Regions from separate parts of the Hordeum vulgare genome. Here region 1 is linked to region 2. The links are chromatin contacts, called in public Hi-C maps. All regions are on one chromosome and are shown on one strand. Each heading gives the region's core, a stretch centred on a gene start, on an enhancer-like site or on the middle of the called end of the contact. The rest is flanking DNA. Distances are from core to core; before and after follow the strand shown. Region 1 holds the start of LOC123426865 (pentatricopeptide repeat-containing protein At5g09450, mitochondrial-like). Region 2 holds the start of LOC123426861 (polyadenylate-binding protein RBP47-like).

What was found. Hi-C and Micro-C count contacts between places; a contact is called where the count stands out from the background.
Region 1: a contact with region 2 is called in a Hi-C map of leaf, with 2.9 times the contacts expected there. The contact joins the promoter of LOC123426865 here to the promoter of LOC123426861 in region 2. A contact is called at or near these places in 2 of 6 Hi-C or Micro-C datasets (leaf and seedling).

Annotation. Positions count from the first base shown.
Region 1 is chr2H:503,345,312-503,351,123 of MorexV3_pseudomolecules_assembly, forward strand. LOC123426865 (pentatricopeptide repeat-containing protein At5g09450, mitochondrial-like) reads left to right here and starts at 4,152. Exons shown (of 2, transcript XM_045110763.1): 1 at 4,152-4,578; 2 at 5,462-5,812. The coding sequence starts at 4,225.
Region 2 is chr2H:502,651,620-502,657,136 of MorexV3_pseudomolecules_assembly, forward strand. LOC123426861 (polyadenylate-binding protein RBP47-like) reads left to right here and starts at 2,720. Exons shown (of 6, transcript XM_045110759.1): 1 at 2,720-3,167; 2 at 4,208-4,661; 3 at 5,376-5,431. The coding sequence starts at 2,793.

The DNA.
Region 1 (5,812 bases), core at 2,902-5,401, 700 kb after region 2:
TGTTGCTACTGCTGTTACTTGTCTTGCTCTGCTGCTGCTACTACTGTTGCTACTGCGATTACTTGTCTTGCTCTGCTGCTCTACTACTGTTGCTACTGCTGTTACTTGTCTTGCTCTGGTCCTGCTACTACTGTTGCTACTACTGTCGCTTGCTACTGTTGCTACTTGCTATTGCTGTCACTACTTCTGTTCCTTGCCACTGCTATTGCTCGTTACACTATTGCTACCTGCTACACTGTTGGTTCACCTACCGTTGACGGGAATTGACAACTTCCGTCGACTTGGCAATGAAGGCGCCATTGATACAATCGTTAGGAATAGTCTGCCGTCAACAGATCATTTCTGACACCGTTGTTATCATATTACTTTGCTGTTACTATTGTGCTTGCAGATACTAATCTTTCAGGTGTGGTTCGATCCGACAAATTCAGCTGCTAATACTTGAGAGTATACTCTCACCTCCTGACTGGCTTATCAACAAATTGGGTCGAATACTCTACCCTCGAAAACTGATGCGAACCCACGCGCTGGTGGGCCGTCAACAACATTCTTCTAGTTTCATTACTGGGGAGTTCTATCAGCATTCTTCTGGTGCCGTTGCAGGAGAAGGTTTGTTTTTATAAGCATTCGTCTAGCTAACGCCAGAGATTGCGCGATCAACCATCGCCTGGTTGTCCAGGTTCGCCTGCGCTGGTCCAGCACACTGATTTGATACAGCCCGTGTTGCCTATTGTTGAGGAGAACTCAGCCACGACACCTCCGACCGGGTCCTCACCTCCGACGCCAGCTCCTACCGGTGATGGAGTACCCGGGCATGCCATGGTCAGACGACAACGTGATCATACACGCAAGGAGAAGACTTACACCAATGGCACCGTTCGGTATGATTTCTGTCGGCGTGCGTTCTTCGCCGCCCCAGTCTCTCATCATGAGGCTCTCGGTGCTCCCGCCTGGCGTGCTGCCATGTATGAAGAATTTGTTGCCCTTCGTCACACTAACACATGGGTGTTGGTGTCTCGGCCACCTGGTGTTAACGTCGTAGGCTGCAAGTGGATCTTCAAGACCAAGCACCGGCCGGATGGATCTGTTGACAAGCACAAAGCTCGTCTTGTTGCTCGTGGTTTTACTCAATAGCAAGGGATTGACTATGGAGATACTTTCAGCCCAGTGGTCAAGCCTGCCACGGTTCGCTTAGTTCTCTCATTCGCGGTCTCTCGTGGGTGGAGTCTTCAACAGACTGATGTGAGTAGGGCTTTTTCTCCATGGTTATTTGACCGAAGATGTCTATATGCAACAGCCTCCCGTGTTTGAGGATGCCACCTATCCATCTCATGTTTGCAAACTTCAGAGGTCAATCTATGGGCTCAAACAATCACTACGTGCTTGGTACGCTCGGTTGATTAAGCGCCTTTCCCAGCTTGGTTTTGTTGCCTTCAAAGCAGACACGTCCTTGTTCATCTTTTCACATGGGGCCATTCAGATATACATGCTGGTATATGTTGATGATATTGTGATTGCTGGCTGTACACCCACTGTGGTGGGTCGCCTTGTGCAGTCACTCTCCGCTACTTTTCCCATCAAAGACATGGGCCGGCTGGAGTACTTCCTTGGATTGGAAGCATCCTTTCATTCAGGGGGCATGGCATTGACGCAGAGAAAGTATGCGCTTGATCTTCTTCATCGCGTCAACATGGAGAACTGGAAGTCCACTTCCACTCCGATAGCTACGTCTGAGAGCCTCTCACGTCACAGTGGTGCACTAATGGGCACTGGTGATTCTTTCAGGTATCGCAGTGTGGTTGGAGCACTTCAGTATTTAACACTCACTCGTCCCGATATCTCCTTCGCTGTGAACAGAGTGTGCCAGTTCTTGTCTCAGCCTACAGAGGTTCATTGGGAAGCAGTTAAGCGTATTCTGAGGTATGTGAAAGGTACGCTAGACACGGGACTCCGGATTCGTAAGTCCCGGTTTATTGGAGTCAGTATATTTACCGATGCAGACTGGACAAGCTGTGTCGATGACATGCGCTCTACATGTGGCTTTGCTATATTTGTTGGACCCAATCTTATATCCTGGAGTTCAAAGAAGCATCCTACAGTCTCGAGATCTAGCACCGAGGCAGAGTATAAGGCGTTGGCAAATGGCGCGACATAAGCCATTTGGATAGACTCGGTTCTCAAAGAACTTGGAGTTACACGGCAGCGCACGCCCATTTTGTGGTGTGATAATTCAGGGGCAACTTACTTGACGGCGAATCCAACGTTTCATGCTCGGACCAAACACATTGAGATTGATTTCCATTTTGTGAGAGAACGAGTAGCTGCAGGTGCATTGGATGTCAGGTTCATTTCAACAGATGATCAGCTAGCGGATGTATTTACTAAACCCGCTACACGACAGATGCTAGACCGCTTCAAGCCCAATCTGAATCTTGTATGTAATTCAGAATGAGGGGCATGTAAAATAGGGTCTAGTTTGCATATTGTATATTGTCACGTATAGGAATACGTATGTAATTGTATCATGATCATCTATATATACTAAGACGTGAGGTGGATGTTAACCCCCACGCAAAACCCTAAACCTCTCTCTTCTAACTGTCCATTGTATCTTATCGGTTTTCTTATGAGAATTTAGGAAATCATGAGTTGTTTAGCATAGAGCAATTCCAATCATGTTCCCATCACCGTCCTTTGTTCCTCGTTTTGGCTGATTTTGAGAGAGAAAACTATTCCAACCCCCCCCCCCCCCTGCCCACTTCCTCATTTTTTTTCAATCTACTCCCCTCCAAATGCTTGGGGGAGAAAATATGGGCTTTCCATCCCTTCTCAAATATTGCCCATGACTCATCGTCATCGTTGATTACCCGATTTTGACTCTCCATCACCGCTCGACATGGGCCTTCATTGTGCATTGCCTTCAATTTTTTGTCGTCTACCGTTGACCATCGCCAACAATGGTTGCTTTCAGCCATCCACCATTGTGCGTTCTTTTTTGATTTCATGGAAAAAGGGAAGAGGCGGAGAGGATTTGGTTGGAATACCATGTAAAAAAGGGCCTCCAATAGAGAATGAGAACCCCAAATGGTGTTTAGCGTACCCGCAAACAAAAAATGGTGTTTAACGAATAATATGAGGTGATGATTTTTATTTTTGAGAAAATAGTTTCTGTTTTTATTGATGTGGGCTGGACTTACGTTTTTCTTTTGGACTTACGTTTTTATTTTTGAGAAAATTAGTCTTTCCATGCGGCGGCTCCCTTTCATCCATTCTTGCATGCATGCAATATGACATCATTATGTATTTTTTATTTTGTATTTTAAAAAAGATTTATCTCCCAAACCGTTATCTCAATTAATGATCTGTTTTCAACACTCACTATATCGCGACGAGATCTTCAAAACTAGATTCCATGCCGACATGTTTCGATAACTTTTTTTTCGTCGGTACTTGCCAAATTATTATCACTTACTTGTCACATAGTACTCACATTAAATCAACTTGGTTATCAGGTTTATGAATGGCGATATACATCATTAAAAAACTTGATTCATTGTACTTGTGCTGGTTCATGCATTTACTTGCTTATTATTAGTGCTTTAATAACCACTTTTTAGCTCCACATAACACTGCAATACTTAAAGAACATAAAATTATTGTCCCGGTAACTGTGTATAATTTTTATGACAATTGTACATCCGTAAGATGACAACTATGATGACATAAATATGATAACTAGGAACGACAAAAAAATCAACGAAACATGTCAACACACGATCTTATTTGAACGTCTCATCTAGATGAACCTAACGGTGAAGACGAATCTTTAATTAAATATGAATCTGTTAGATAAATCATTTTTAGAGTTTTAAAAAACATTTAATGCGATTGTGTAATCATGAGATGAAAGATTCTTGCATGCGAGGCTGTGTAAGCCGTCGCATGGAAGAGCTATGGTCCGACACTTCTCCTTATATTTTCCTTTTTTTATCCAAGACTGGACTTAAAGTTGCTCTAAAATCGCACGCTGTACTCGGCCGACTGTCAGCAGATTTTAGAAATTGCACATTTCCGGCCCAGCAGTAGCGGCGACTGTGCAGCCGAAGCTCAGCACTGTAACTGTACACTCTTTTCCCATTTCCCCTCATAAAAAAAAGAAAACTGTACACTGCTACTACGGCGTCACGGTTGGCTCGCGCGGAGCGCCGCGGCAGAGCACACGAGATGGCGGCGGCTCTTCTCCGAGCCGCTCGCGCCTCGCGGCACCTTGCGCTCCCCCGTTCTATCGCCTCTAGCCCTAGCCACCTATCCTCCTCCTCCTGCACCGCCTCTGCGGCGGAGTCGCCGTCCCCTGCCCCCGCTGCGCCGGCCATCCCGGCGGACGTTGAGGACGCGGTCGTCGTCGTAGCCGTGGACGACGACCTGAGGAGCCACATCTTCCGGCTGCGGCTGGCGAAGCGGAGCGCGACGGAGGCGCTCGAGAAGTGGGCCGGCGAGGGCCGCGCCGCCCCCGCGCCGGAGCTCCGCCGCATCGCCCGCGACCTCAGCCGCGCCCGCCGCTACAAGCACGCGCTCGAGGTTCGCGCGCCCCCAGATCCCTGATCCCCTCTGATTGCGCTGCGTAGTTAGGGCAAGGGTTCCGTGGGGCGATTCCGTGCAGATTTACGTTTATTGTTTATGTATATGCAACGCAGCGGTACGATCTGTTTGTGCCGTGCTTGGAAATGGTGATGAAATGTTTGCTGATGTTCGATTTCTGTAGTTGAATTCTTCAGGTAGCCGATTTGTCTGTATGGATAGAAAGGATTTGCTGCTGGTTAATTCTAAAGTTAGGGATCACCTATTTCACGTTGGATGTTGACCCTTTATCCGGCAGAAATAGGGTAGGCGCACATTTCAGAAATATGTGCCACTTTCTGTATAGAACTGTGTGAAGTTGCACACAATTTTTGTGCAATTTGGCCGGCTTACAAGAAATATAGCCATTCTGTTATATAAAGTCTCCCTTCAAGTTATGCATCATTCTAATAGCATGTATGTGCTTTAGTGATCTTGTTTTGCAATTGCTGATTGGAAAGGAGGCATGTAAGCTCATGTAGTACTGAGTCACGAGGAGCTGTAGCATGCATGTAGTATCGGGTCTAAACTCTTAATACTAGATAGGTTGTTATTGTCAGATAAACATTCATCTCATGTACATGCTGTGCCATCTTATTGTAGTGTTAGGTAATCCATCTTTTTTTTTATTTAACTGCATGATAAGCACGTTATCTTGTTTACAAAACTCAGTGTGCCGAGTAAACAATCCTCTCTCTCCCTCTATCTGTTTGCATTGCTTACTTTGATACCTACGAAATTCTTACAAACAGGATTGAACAATTTTACCGTGGCTGCTATATTTCTCCTTAAAAAAAACAAGAAAAAGGGCATGAGCATTAGTTCTTAACTTTGAGTTTTGCAGGTGGCAGAGTGGATGAAGACACATCATGAGTCTGATTTATCTGAGAACGACTATGGAGTGCGCATTGACTTGATTACAAAAGTTTTTGGCGCTAATGCAGCCGAAGATTTTTTTGAGAAGCTTCCACCTGCAGCCAAATCACTGGAAGCATATACTGCACTCCTCCATTCATATGCTCGATCAAAGATGATAGACAAAGCCGAGAGGCTGTTTCAGAGAATGAAGGATGCAGACCTACCTATTGATGTCCTGGTCTACAACGAAATGATGACCCTGTATATTTCTGTCGGAGAGCTTGATAAGGTTCCAATTCTTGCTGAGGAATTGAAGAGGCAAAACGTTTCTCCAGAC
Region 2 (5,517 bases), core at 1,470-3,969:
AGCTGTGCACACACACTACGTGGCCCATCAACGACCATGTTTTTTTAAAGAAAAAGCAAAAACCTAGTTATATATTAAAAAGCAAACATGGAAAATTCAGCCATACAACCACATCAACCGACATGCCAATGCTCTGGTATTATTGAAATATATTACAATACTGACCAGTGGGGGGAAGGGACTCGATGGCGATAACAAAGTTTGGATTGGAGATGAGGAGTGGACGATGAATTATATTAGGTTGTGTATATCACAACACTATCCGACTCAAAACCAAAGGGCCATACTTAAGATGTCTACACACATACGAGTCAAATATAACAGACAATGGGTGATAATAATCAGTCTAGTTCAATCATTGGGACAAGCTATCACTTACTGGTCAACATTAGAACGATCCGTGATAACCATTGAACCGAAACCAAAATTGATATCACTAACACATCTGGAGTGCCCAGTTAGTTTTAATGATCATCACTAACATGTGGACAATGACCGGTCAATGATGAGGGGGTAGTGCTACTCTAATTTGTACTCCCTTCGTCCCTTCTTGTCTTATATTTGTTTAGATATGAATGTATCTAGTCATGTTTTAGTATTTTGATACATCCATTTCTAGACAAACCTAAAAAAATAATTTTGGGACGGAGGGAGTAGTAATGTGTGGTGCTCTGTGCAATCCGTGGAGGATCATGTGCCTATAGCCTTTGAGTGCAACCATAGAAGCACCACAACAAACATTCAACTGGTTTGGATGGTGATCTAGTAATAGTTATGTATTATGTTTATGAGTCATGCAATCCTGTCATCCACCTGCTATGGTTGGGCCTTTCACTATACCTTACATTTTGCTTTGGACGATCAATAATGTATTCTAATAAAGATGTATGCGCGCATCATGGAGTATCGAAAAAAGCAGGACATCTAGTTGAAGGGCACGGAAGTGTTTTGACGGATAAGAACACACTTATAGTTATACATATAGTTATTTTGTATAAACTACCACTGAGAGGATATTTTGACTTCAATGCTATTTGTTCCAAAGAAGACTATAAATAAAAGCTCTAGATATCTCATCAGCATTGAGAGGAAAAGCACCCCTTGAGATACCATCACCGTGATATTACTGTTTTGCCACAACCCGCTACCACTAGCTCCTTAATTTTATTTTGATCTAAATCACACTCTAGACCAACTCTTCTTACAGAGAAGGAACTCCACTCCTTAAAAACCGAATTATCTAAGTTCCCATTCAAATGATATGCTAAAAACAACACATGCTAACTTGAATGCCCATGGCTAAATAAAGTCATTCCATATCATATTTCTAAATATAGACATGTAAGCACCACCGATACTAATGCCACATAATATCACTTCTTAATTATACAACCCCACCGACAACCCCACATGCATGTCCACAAGTTCGGTATCAAGTTAATACTTAAGATACACGTGTACTTTAGAATAACCGGTTGTCATATCCTATTTTGTTTACTTACTAGGTTACATACCATTTTATTTTGCAATAGAATACATATTTATTACTTGGCATATAATTACACTTGGCCAAACATGAGATCCTATGCAACTTAGAATAGTGCAACCTAACATTGGTACCCTAAAGCAAATCACTCGTACATTCATGTTGTGTCGACACTAGACTTTCTTGAGCAAGAACTAGCCGTTTGTTGAAAGAAGCCACTTAACCACAACACGAGACACACAAACCATGAAACGGCGAATTGAAGCGTATAATATCTTATCAAAGCCTCATGCAAAACCTAATAGTTTGCTTGAACAACGATCAAGCGGTTAGATCCTCGAAGACCATAACAACACCATGAACGTTGAAACATTCTATTTTGAGAGGCTTGGCGTAAACCTCAAATGAATCTCCATGATGTGAAGAGAAAAATCATAGTATATGACACACAAGATCATGTCATTAGTGGTTGAACTATCCAAATCTTAATCTTGTGATGGTCATGGTGTGATATAGTGTGCATATGGGTTCTCGAATCAACCACTTACCAAAGGTTCCATAGTGATTGTTTGATTTTGATGAAAGTTCTATTCATTTGTTGTCAACATTTTTACGGTGAGCCCACATACCAATTCAACGAAACTTCTTAATACTAGCTCTCTTCGCACATCTTTATATATCTTTAATTTTGATAGCAAAATGTGTGCTATATGGTACACTAAATTAACTTGAGATTAGAATGGAAGGATTAGTACTTTCTATCTTAAAAAGCTTTGTCCAGCACGACCTCATTCATACCTGCCAATTAACATGAACATTATTATTTTCGTCTCAAAATGTAAGACAAATTTTAGACTAATTTATATTAACAGAATGACATAGTTGTTTCGTTCCTATTCGCCCAAATGTTATCGGAAGACACTCAACCATACACTGATTTATGGCAGTATAATAAATACGAAAAGCATTATATAAAACCAGCAACAACACTCTCGAAAAGAAAAGAAAAACACTCGCCAATCGCACTCCCAAACCACAGGGCCCACACTGTCAGCGCTATAACGGCAGCTACCAACGCGCTCCAAACCTGGGACCTCCCACCGGCCCTACACGTCGCCTCCCTCGCACATTCAATCAACGACCAGCAGAATAACGAACTCCTAGATCCGACGGCCTGAATCCGCCGCCAGCCCGCTATATATCCAGTCACCTCACCCACGGGCACCCTCTCTTTCCGCCCTCCGCAACCTCACGAGACTCCCCCAACCCCAGGCGACCCTCCTCGGCGGCGGCGGCGCGGACGGTGATGCAGATGGCGGCGACCACCACCGAATCACAGGTGGCCGTGCCGCCTCACCAACCCCACGCGCACCCGCATCCGCACCCGCCTCCGCATCACGCGCACCCGCACCACCACATGCCGCAGCCGCGGTGGGTCGTCCTCCCCTACCCGCCGCCGTCCATGGTGGCCGCCCCGCCCCCGCCGCCGCCGCAGTTCGCCAAGCACTACGCGCCGGGGCCGCCGCCTCCGCCCGCCGCGGCCGGGCGACGCACGCCCACGCCACCCGCGGCCGGATCCGGCGGGAACGGCTGCGAGGAGAACAAGACGATCTGGGTCGGCGACCTCCAGTACTGGATGGACGAGAACTACCTCCATAACTGCTTCGGCCCCAGCGGCGAGGTTCGTGTTCTCTCCCGATCCGGACTTGTCCGTACTAGATCTCGCGAATACAGTAAGATTCGCCCCATTCCTTTGTCCTGATTCATGTGTTGTGCCATCAAATTGCCATGAAAGCGTATATTTTGTGCTTACTTGTCACTTGATGCGAATAAAAGGCGATGCTTCTATAATTAGCCGTGAAAAGTTGTTGCTCAAGGCGCCAACTTTAAGGCCATTCAATACAGTACGTACGGAGTGCTCTTCTTTGATTACTGCCATAACTGCAAGCAATTTCTTCTTCCCTCTGGATTGTACGCAATAACGAACAAAATTGCATTATTCTTTGCGATGCTAGCTTCCAAATGTGCCGACTTTGGGGATTTAAACTAGTTTGGTTAGTAGTACTCGTTTGGAGGAAATGGTCTTGACGTGTATAATTTAATAGAAGTTACGAATGAGCTGGGCTCGTTATGCATTTTGGTGATTACGGAATAAGTAAAACACCAGTTGGAGAGGCAAAAGGAAGCCATAATGAAAGCCTTGACCAATTACTACCATCTTTTATTGGGAGGTTTGCTTACTGACGTGGACAGGAAGTGGAAAAGGTGGCAAGTACTTTGTCTGGAAAATGGTAACAAAGAAAGCAAGTTGTATGCGGTCTTGTGTTTGTACAATTTTCCAGGAACTATCCTTCACACACATAAACCATGATGGGTTTATTAAAAGACATAATGAATGTTAACCACTCATGGGTTCATTTTTTTCCTTGTTAAATCACTGCGTATAACTCTTCTCTTGTTCAACTACTGGTTTATTCACCTTTTTCTCTACATCTGCTTCATAGGTGGTAACAAAGAAAGCAAGTTGTATGCGGTCTTGTGTTTGTACAATTTTCCAGGAACTATCCTTCACACACATAAACCATGATGGGTTTATTAAAAGACATAATGAATGTTAACCACTCATGGGTTCATTTTTTTTCCTTATTAAATCATTGCGTATAATTCTTCTCTTGTTCAACTACTGGTTTATTCACCTTTTTCTCTACATCTGCTTCATAGGTGGTAACCATAAAAGTTATCCGCAATAGGCAAACTGGACAATCAGAGGGATATGGTTTTGTAGAGTTCTTTTCCCATGCATCAGCGGATAAAGCTCTTCAGAATTTTACTGGTCATGTGATGCCCAACACTGATCGAGCCTTTAAGTTAAACTGGGCATCCTATAGCATGGGTGAAAAGCGATCAGAAGTTGTCTCTGACCACTCAATTTTTGTTGGTGATTTAGCTGCTGATGTTACCGATGAAATGTTGATGGAGCTTTTTGGTAGCAAGTATCGCTCCGTGAAAGGAGCTAAAGTTATTATTGATGCAAACACTGGCCGTTCTAGGGGCTATGGATTTGTTAGATTTGGAGATGATACTGACAAAGCTCATGCAATGACTGAAATGAACGGTGTTTATTGCTCTACTAGACCTATTCGTATAGGACCTGCAACGCCTAGAAGAACCTCTGGTATGTCCCTTCTTTGCGGTTGTTCTGCAGCCCTAAACTGTACGGCCTTCTTTTTGTTAGTTTATGGATTGTTTTGTATTTTTCATACAAGTCCTTCAACTTTCACTAAATTTGACTCATTTCATGGCCTCATTGTACCCATTACTATCACTATTTGTTTCGGAAAAATCTACTCATATCTTGTATGGCCCTGATGTTGTCCTAGTGTTCTCCCATCTAGCCTTTTGGAACTCATACTGCTTTTAATGAAGAACGGTGATTTCTTCTGTTATTATTGATCATCTATCTGTACTTGTTTTGCCTTTCTAGACTATGTACATGACCTGTAGAAATTAACAGATAGTTCCCTCATCTCGGATTTTGCAACACATCCTGCTTTTAATGAAGAACGGTGATTTTTTCTGTTATTGATCATCCATCTGTACTTGTTTTGCCTTTCTGGACTACGTACATGACCTGTAGAAATTAATAGATAGTATGAAACAAACAAATCCACTTCACCATGATCTACTGACCACTGCGGTGCTAGTGTTCCTTCTGCTGTAGTGGTGCCAGTTCTACTGATTCAATTGCTATTGGTCCTCACATTCTTATATGTAGCATGTTATGTATTCTGCTTCTTTGTTAAGGACAATATGGAAATGGTTATTTTCTCATATGAGATTCGTATAGGTTTAATCCCTTGTTACACAACTTAATGACTATTAACTTCAGGTGATTCTGGTTCCTCAACACCTGGCCATTCAGATGGCGATTCAAATAACAGAACGGTGTGTATACTCTATACTGAGTTTTCCATGTTGTTTATTAACCTTGTAGCTTCATAGTTTCTAATCTGAAATTCTCAACCTGCTTT